2 separate regions of the Sus scrofa genome follow, and region 1 is linked to region 2. Evidence: chromatin contacts called from public HiChIP or PLAC-seq data. All regions are on one chromosome and are shown on one strand. Each heading gives the region's core, a stretch centred on a gene start, on an enhancer-like site or on the middle of the called end of the contact. The rest is flanking DNA. Distances are from core to core; before and after follow the strand shown. Region 1 has its middle 150 kb from the start of MITF. Region 2 has its middle 150 kb from the start of FRMD4B.

What was found. HiChIP or PLAC-seq counts read pairs in DNA pulled down with a chosen protein or histone mark.
Region 1: a contact with region 2 is called in an H3K27ac HiChIP or PLAC-seq map of alveolar macrophages. The contact joins two enhancer-like sites. A contact is called at or near these places in 1 of 5 promoter capture datasets (liver), 22 of 47 Hi-C or Micro-C datasets (adipocytes, alveolar macrophages, brain and 13 more) and 2 of 2 datasets of contacts at active chromatin or transcription factors (alveolar macrophages and skeletal muscle).

Annotation. Positions count from the first base shown.
Region 1 is chr13:51,232,023-51,236,433 of Sscrofa11.1, forward strand. It overlaps a transcript of MITF not described here. Among named protein-coding and RNA genes, the nearest start is that of MITF, 150 kb to the right of the region's middle. Within about 2 kb of position 1,444, at least 20 of the 83 cell types and tissues checked have an H3K27ac peak or open chromatin away from gene starts, as enhancers often do. A contact at or near this core is called in alveolar macrophages, where this site is marked.
Region 2 is chr13:51,124,541-51,129,026 of Sscrofa11.1, forward strand. No RefSeq gene overlaps it. Among named protein-coding and RNA genes, the nearest start is that of FRMD4B, 150 kb to the left of the region's middle. Within about 2 kb of position 2,216, at least 3 of the 83 cell types and tissues checked have an H3K27ac peak or open chromatin away from gene starts, as enhancers often do. A contact at or near this core is called in alveolar macrophages, where this site is marked.

The sequences.
Region 1 (4,411 bases), core at 194-2,693, 110 kb after region 2:
TGAGTAGATAAACAAAATTTGTTATCTACCTAGAATGAAGTATTATTTAGCCTTAAAAAGGAAGGAAGTTGGTTATATGCTACAACATGGATGAACCTTAAGGACATTATGGTATATGAAGTGAGCCAGTTACAAAAGACATATGATTCCACGTATAGGAGGTATCTAGAGTGGTCAAATTTATAGAAACATGAAGTAGAAGGAAGGGTGGTTGCCAGGGGCTGGGGGAGGGAGAAAAGGGGAATTTTGAGTGGATATTGTTTCAGTTTTAGAAAATGAAAAAGTTCTAGAGATTGGTTACATAATAATGTGAGCATGGTTAACACCGCTGAACTGAACACTTAAAAGATGGTAAATTTTATAAGATGTGTTTTTTTAACCAGATTTTTTTTTTTAAATTATGTTTGTCCCCTGGTTCTAATTTAACTGCTTGATTGAGTTATTTGAACATCTTACTCGAAGTTGTAAACTTTGAGCTGATATGCTGAGTGTGGGGCCCACAGACACATTCAGATGGACTCATAATCCTTTTTTGACAAAATACAAATGAGAGTTCAACATTTTAAAAACTTAGGAAACTTTGTGTTGTTCCCATTGTGGCTTAGCGGTTAACAAACTTGACTAGCATCCATGAGGACGAGGGTTTGATCCCTGGTCTTGCTCAGTGGGTTAAGGATCCCGTGTTGCCATGAACTTCGGCGTAGGTTGCAGACTTGGCTTGGATCCTGCATTGCTGTGCCTGTGGTGTAGGCCGGTAGCTACAGCTCTGATTTGACCCCTAGCCTGGGAACCTCCATATGCCGGTGCGGCCCTAAAAAAGACAAAAAACAAAAAAAATTCCCCAATTCCTTATATGAGGTCCAAGGCCTCATGTACACAGTTGATCCTTCAACAGGGCAGAGGAACCCACATTTCTTGAGCCATGGAGAAGCCACGTAGAATTTACAGTTGGCCCTCTGCACCCATGGATTCATCCAACTGCAGATCCTGTAGTACAGTAGTATTTTCTGTTGGAAAAAAAAAGTGTGTGTACAAGTGGACCCAATCATTTCAAACCCAGGCTGTTCAGTACAGATACTAACTTCCTGGCCTATATGTAGATTGTACTTATCAAACTCCTTAATTCCTAATGCCTTATTATGACTGATATTACTCTGTGGATGCTCTGCTGGTCCTACACTAACTCCTTAGGGAGCCTGTGTCTGTTTTAGGTCCAGGACTTATGATTTTTGTATTTCTATAGGAACAATATAGACTTAGTGCCTTTTTTTTTTTCTTTTGCATTTTGTTGGCAGCAAATATTGTCCTGCGAGTCATATTCTAAATATAGATGTGTTAAATTTCAAATGTGAAAGTTTTTGATGGTTCTGAAGCCAGTTTGTTAATCAGGACAAATGCTACAATTGGCGCCAGTGTTTACAGACTCTGGGGGGATTGTGAAATCCTGAAATCCGCCCTCGCCTCTGTGATTCAGCTCTGGGGTTGAAAGAAGCTCCTTGACCCCTAAAAGAGTTCTCCAAGTTGTTTTTCTTCTTAACAATGTGGTGGTTCGTTGAGTGTCATAACTTAGAAAAGAAAAATACTCATTCCTTAGTTCATTTTCCTGGTGCTGGATTAACAGCACAGTGATAAATCATTTTTGTGAGCAAAAACACAATCATGTTTTGTGATTTTTTATGTGCCACCAGTAAATCAGTGTCTGTCTATAGAAAGAAATCTAGAAAACCAAGGGCCTGCCTCTTCATGTGAAGTTTAAAATAGTTCCTTGTGCAAAATGTAAAAATCTTGGTTCTTTGAAAGTTGAAACTGGCCTGATTTTTTTTTATCTTGTATTTTTAAAAATTATTTAATGATTTTTATTTTTTCCACCATAGCGGGTTTACAGCGTTATCTTGTATTTTTAAATCTTATTATCTAAGCTTTCAAGATAGGTGTCCATTGTAAGTAGGGACAAAATACTGGGAAGCAGCAGTTTTGAACATTTTTCAAAGTTATCCACAGCATGGCAAAAGTGCATGTAAGTGTATACGCATGAGGCATTATTAGAAATGCTTGTATGTTTCATGCTGGGTCTACTGCATTTGTGCAGTTGGACTTGGAAAATACATGCATTGAAAATAGTGGCCAACAGTGGTGGGGGGTGTAGGGAGAGGGCTTAGTTTCCAGTTCTGGTGGCATGGAGGTATTCAGAGAACTTTCTGGTAATGAGACTTGGGTAATTAAGTTGACATGCCCTGAGAATTTCTCCTCAAAGGGGAGCCTCATGCGATGAATCCTTATCTCCACTGGCCAGAAGTGAGGCTGTCATCTAGGGAAGTTAGTGTCTCTGTTACTGAAACGAGATAGGACTGTAGCTGATTCCATCACTATCTGGTACAGAATTTTTCAAGATGAGCAGCGGATCAGAGAAACCAAACCAAAGAAGCTAGTTGAACCAAACTTTGTGTTGCTAACTAGAGACCTGAGAGGGAAGAAAGTGACAGGCACTTGGAGTTGCTTTCCCAAATTGTATTTCACTGCTTTTATCCATTCAGTTGGTCAACAGCAGCACTCACTGGTAAAAACGGGAACAACAGACTCAAGTTTTGCTGTCAGCTATTATGGTGAATATTCTCTCTTTTTTTCCTTCTCCTTCCTTTCTTTGATCCTTCTCTCCCTCCCTCCCTTCCTAAGTCCAACTTTCTTTAAATATATATTTTAATTCCAAAGGAATAATAACATGAAGAAAAACTGGCTAATTTTCTCCTCACCAACCCGAATCCTGCCCTACTGAAGAAATCAATATTAATAACTTGTTTTGTTTCAACAATCATTCCCTTGCTCTTTGTTTCAACAATCATTCCCTTGCTCCTGCAAACATGATCTCTAGGCATAGAAATTAGTTTAAATATTTATAAAAGTAGGCTGATGCTGTATACAGTGCCCTGTCACTTTCTTTATTCTTGTGACAGTCATGGGCATCTCTCTGATCAGTACATTTAGGTAAAAATTGTTACTTTTAGTGGCTGTAGACTATTTCATAGTATGATTTTATCATAATCCCTTCTTGATTGATTCTGATTGTCCACAGATTCTTCCCCCTACCCCCCTCTAAAACAATTAGTGCTGCTTATTTTAATTGCATATTTTTTGGGAAAAGCCTTTTTCACATGTGTGATATTTGAAGAGAAAGGTTAAGGGATTTTTTGATTTTTCATTGTGCATTTATTTACTATACAATTTTATGTAATTTTATCATCTTAGGTCTTTAGATTTTCTAATTTGCTAATTTACCTCTCAGAATCTTTGCATTTTGGCTCTCTCTGTTAATACTTAGTTTCTCAAGCTCAGCACTGTTGTAATTTGGGGCCAGATATTTCTTTGTTGTCGGGGGGTGGCTGTCCTGTACAACATAGGCTATTTAACTGCGTCTCTGGTCTCTATCCACTAGATTCCAGTAGTGTGCCAATCCCCTCTGAGGGTGTGATGACAAAAAAGGTCTTCAGAAGTTCCCTTGTGGCTCAGCAGGTTAAGGACCTGGCATTGTTACTGCTGTGGCTTGGGTTGCTGCTATGATCCAGGTTCAATCCCTGGCCCGGCAACTTCTGCATACCTGGCCAAAAAGAAAGAAAGAAAGAAAAAAAAAACCCAAAGAGTTCTCCAGACACTGCCAAAGGTTCATGGGAGGCAAAATCACCCAGGTTGAGAACCACTACTGTAGTATGTATTGTATGTAAAGTGTGTGGCAGAACATTATTTTTCTTATGTGGTCATCTGTACTTGACACCATGAACTTAATGTCACAGAGTATTGTTAGAAATTAATATCAGTGTTGGAATCCAAATAATGAGCTTCATTTGGCTCATGTGTATGAGACAGGCTTGGGCTCTTTTTTAGGTTATGCCATTTTGATGTCACAAAGTGGTGGATGAACCCAAAGTCCTTGCTTATAAGCCTGCTATCTTAATCAGATAGTTGGCGTGTTTCTTGGCTATGGTTGGGTGATACCTATTCAGTTTAGGGGACGCATGAGGATGAGATGGGAATGCCACTGAGTCTGACATCATTTTACTGCAGTAGGATTTACGTACTTCTTGTGGTGGGCAAAGTCCTGCTCGTGGCCCTCCAGATATTTCAAGTGTGTAGGAGGTTGTGGCACCTGGGGAGCCAGCTACTTGTTACCTCTCTTCTACAGAGTCTCCCTAACTTCTGACCTTGGGCAAAAAAGCCCCACTTGGGAGGGTCATGAGGGGCTCCCCACTTTCTACATGTATAATTTTTCTCTGAAAGAGATGCATTGTATAGTGTTTCTCATTTTATAAATGACTATTTATGGATGATTTTATTTAGTTAATAGGGTGTCTCTTGTATCTGACCAAAACTGGGCATTCAGACCCTTAATCAGAAATGAAGCCCCTTATCAAAGCATTGA
Region 2 (4,486 bases), core at 966-3,465:
AGAGCTTCCCTTTATGATTGGGTTGTGCTTGTTTTCCCCATTTCATCTTGGGCGATGGAAGAGCGAGGACTGGGGAATTTTAAAGTCCTGGTCTCAAAGCTTAATTTTTCTCATCAGTAGCTGAGTGACCTTGAACATAAATGTCCCTTTAGCTCCTGTGGTCTTAGTTTTCCTGTCCGTAGACAGAGAAAAATATCTCTTGTCTTGGTGCTTGTGAAGTGGAAGAGCCTGCTCAGGGATTCCCAGGGGATTCATTTACAACCAGTACCTGCTCAAGGTAAAGGTAGTCCTTTCCCCTTTCCCATAATAGGAAAGACACGGTTAAAGGCACAGACAGGAAAGTTCTTAGTCTAATGATATTTAGTGGCCAGTCAGGACTGAGATGCAGTGCTCTTGCCTCCCCCACCCCCCAGCACGGAGGCTATCCTCAGCCTGTTCCACCTCCCCCTGCTCACCTCCACCTCTGTAATCCTCTGCAGCTGGGATAGGGCAGTCGACCTCTGGCACATGAGAGCTCCTAGTTCAAGTGCTGGAACGGCCCCACTGTCTTCCTTAGGACTTTCTTCAGTGCTGTGGCAATGACTCTACTTCCAGCAAGACAAACGGGTAAGTGCAGAGCGAATGAGGATTACTATGCCCCAGAGGCAAACGCCAGCCATTGAAAGTCAGGAGTCAGTGGACAAATGGCACCCCCACATCTCCTTGTCCTGGTTCCTCTGAAGTTCCCCAGTGTGGGTGAGCCCCTTGGCCTAGAGCCTCTCTCCCACTTACTCTCCACCTGGCATTAGCTTTTCTTCCTCTCCTGTCTCAGCACTCTCCTCCCACCTCCCCCTGCTCCTACATAAACCAGCTGCACCCCAGTCCATGTCTCAGGCCCTGCTTTGGGGAAACCCAACTGAGGTGCCACCCGATTTCTCTGTCTTAGCTGAGGACCCTGCATGACTTTGCTTTCTGCATTCTGCTCTCAGAACCACAAAGGTCTCACCCCTAGAAGAGCATTTCATAAGGGCTCCATTTACTGAGCACAGGCTATATGCTAGGCATGGTGCAGAGGGGGAGAAGGTAATTAACAACAAAAAGGGTTTGGTCCAACAGTTACAACAGTGTGGGATAAATGTTTCTACCTTCTTCCTCACACTGACAGCAAAGGGGAGGGTGAGGCAGACCTGAGATTTTTGTAATTACATTAAAGAACAGATGTCGAAGGTTCTGTGGCTGCTTTGCCAGGCAGGAAGGTGCAAGTCCTCTGCAAGATGATTTCTAGAGCAGACCCCCCCTCTTGGGCTTTGGGAAATGCAGATATAGGCATGGAGTTCATTTAGAAGCTCAAAACACAAACATTTAGGAAGAGGTTGTAAGCAAACTGTGAGAAAGAAAAAGTGGGTGAGGTCTGGGAATGTGGTGATTGTTGGCGGTGGGGGATCCCTAGCAGTGACACATCAGTGACAGGTTTCCATGGAGGATGTTCAGCAAAACTAAGAACAGGTAAGTTTCCTTGACAGCTGTATTTTGCTGAAAGGTAGGTCCCCTCTGCTGTTCCCAGCTTCTTTTGGGCATGGGCTGCACAATTGCTTTGTGCTAATTAGCTTTTGTTAGGGACAGGTAAGGAAAGAGTCCATCTTTCCTTCAACTTGGCGCATAGAAAGCAAAGCAGCCACCAAAGACCAGTCACAGTTCAGAGGAAACAGGAAACCTAAACTCTTAGAATCTTCAAGTCTCTCAAGCATGTCATGTCATGTTACAGGAAATACATTCTTTCATTCAGTCAAGAAACACTGAGTTCTGTGTATCAGGTGCTATTTTAGGCACTTGGAATCAAATTAGACCAAACAAATAAAAACAAACAAACCCCCCCAAATCTTTCCTCCTCTGAAGTAACCAGGAAAGACAGAAAATAAATAATAAGCATAAGAATAAATAAATTATGTAGCATGTTAGAAGGTGATAAAAGCATTGAGAAAGGGAAACACTAGAACAGTGTGAAAGTTTGGGAGCAAGTGGGGTTGTGAGTTTTTTTTTTTTTAATATAGGAGGCTGCATAGGACTCATTGAAAAGGGGACAATTGTGTAAAGAACTGAATACTAATAATCCAGGAACAAAACAGTTAGGAAGCCTACAGAATCTTCTGAGCTTGGCTTGGTGATGAAATCCTGCCCTAGAAGCTTTGACAGTCTGATGACTGTGTCGATGAAATTCCACAGGGAGGCAGCAGATCCTAGTGATGACAGCAGCCTTGGGGAATTCGGACAATGAAGGCATTGTGCTTCCCAATTGCAGAAGAAGGCCTCAAGAAATCTGCCTTCGACCTGAGGGATTGTCAAGGTATTTCTTTCTTATTCAAGATGTTATATGGGTATAGATTTGTGGCTCTTTGTAACAACAGCAATAGCAGTGGCTTTTATGATGTTACTATATGCCACGTACTAGGTGCATTGTTGCATTTACATTTTCTGTGCTTCGTCTTGTTCTTGCCCCATTTCTCAGATAAAGATGCTGAGGCTCAGAATCTTAACACTAGTGAAGGTGGGAACGAGAATTTGCCATAAAATCTTTGAAAAATCTTTGGACTCTGGCTTGGTAGAAGGAAGGAACTTTTTTTTTTTTTTTTTTTTTTAACTTTTTAGGGCCGAACTCATGGCATGTGGAAGTTCCTAGGCCAGGGCTCGAATTAGAGCTACAACTGCCAGCCTACAACACAGCCACGGCAACAAGGAATCCGAGCCACGATTGAGACCTACACCACAGCTCATGGCAGTGCTGGATCCCCGACCCACTGAGCAAGGCCAGGGATTGAACCTGCATCCTCATGAACACTAGTCAGATTCATTTCTGCTGCACCACAATGGGAACTTAGGACGGAACTTTTTTTAGATGTGTTCATGAAAGTTGCATGTGGGATGTGATTCAGTTAATTGAAAGCTAGAACCTCAAAAATCAGTAATATCAAGATGAAAGTAATAACCGTATTTAGTGAGTGGCACCAAGCACTGTGCTAAATGCTTTACACATGTAGTGTCATTTAATCCTTAATCATGTGCTCACTCCATGCTGAGCACTGTCTATATTGTTGTGTCAGATTCCTTCCCAAAATAACTTCATTCATAAATATCATACATAATCAATATTCAAACAACGGAAGGTATATATTATTATTATTATTTTTGTGTGTGTGTGTCTTTTTGCCATTTCTTGGGCCGTTCCCGCGGCATACAGAGGTTCCCAGGCTAGGGGTCTAATCAGAGCTGCAGCTGCTGGCCTACGCCAGAGCAACAGCAACATGGGATCCGAGCCACGTCTGCAACCCACACCACAGCTCACGGCAACGCTGGATCCTCAACCCACTGAACGAGGGTTACCAGGGTTTCAGACTTGTCAGACTATAAATCTCTATGTGAGATGTAGCTAATTGGTACTGTCAAGGAGGGAAATTTAGAAAGACCTAGATAATAAGCAGATATTGAATTCAGCTAGGGTGACTATTTTCTATTGTTTCTGTTCATAGCCCTCTTACATCATAAATCTCCCATCTCTCTGCTCACATGTTGGAAGAAAGGGGGTTTGCCCCCCCCACACTAGTTATGTCAACCATCCCTTCTGAGAGAAGCCAGAATGCCCACCATTTCCAGAAATTATGGGAGAAGCCAGTGCTATAGAGTGTAACTGGTTGACCAAACAGAGTATAATTGCCTGGCAGTTGCTACAGTGTTAGGTGGGCTGAGGCCCAGGATGCTGCTATGTGTCTGTGAAACTGGTGAAACCTGGAGAATCTGGGGCTCTACCTTAGTTTTATTGGTTGTATCTTGTACTGTCTTGCATCCCCTGTTTATGCATTTACTTTTTTTACGAGTACAGTATTTTCTTGAATATTATTAATGTTATTTATTGAAATGTGCTAATCTCATCTATTCCCTGAGTGATTCTCTAAATGTTCCTTGGAGATCCAGTTGTTCTATTCATTTGTCTTGGCTTTTCCCTTTATTGGTTTTCCTCAAATATCTGAGGCTTGGGTTTATTTTCCTAATTGTAGAATGTTTATGACAACAACAAACAAACACTAAATTAGGTTCACCCCATGCCAGCAACTATTGTAAGCACTTCCTAGGATCAACTCCTTTCATTGTCACCTCAGATAAGGAAATGGATGGCTAAGTGGATGATACAGTATTCAACCCCCAGCTCCTCTGATCCTAAAGCTTGAGGTTTGTTTTTTTTTGTTTGTTTGTTTGTTTTTTTTTTTGTCTTTTGTCTTTGTGGGGACGCACCTGTGGCACATGCAAGTTCCCAAGCTAGGGGTCAAATCAGAGCTGCAGCTGCCAGCCTATGCCACAGCCACAGCAACTCTGGATCCAAGCTGTGTCTACAACCTATACCACAGCTCAGGGCAGAACTGGATCCTTAACCCATTGAGCAAGGCCAGGGATCGAACCTTCATCCTCATGGATGCTCCTCCGCTTTGTTCACCACTGAGCCACAAGGGCAACTCCC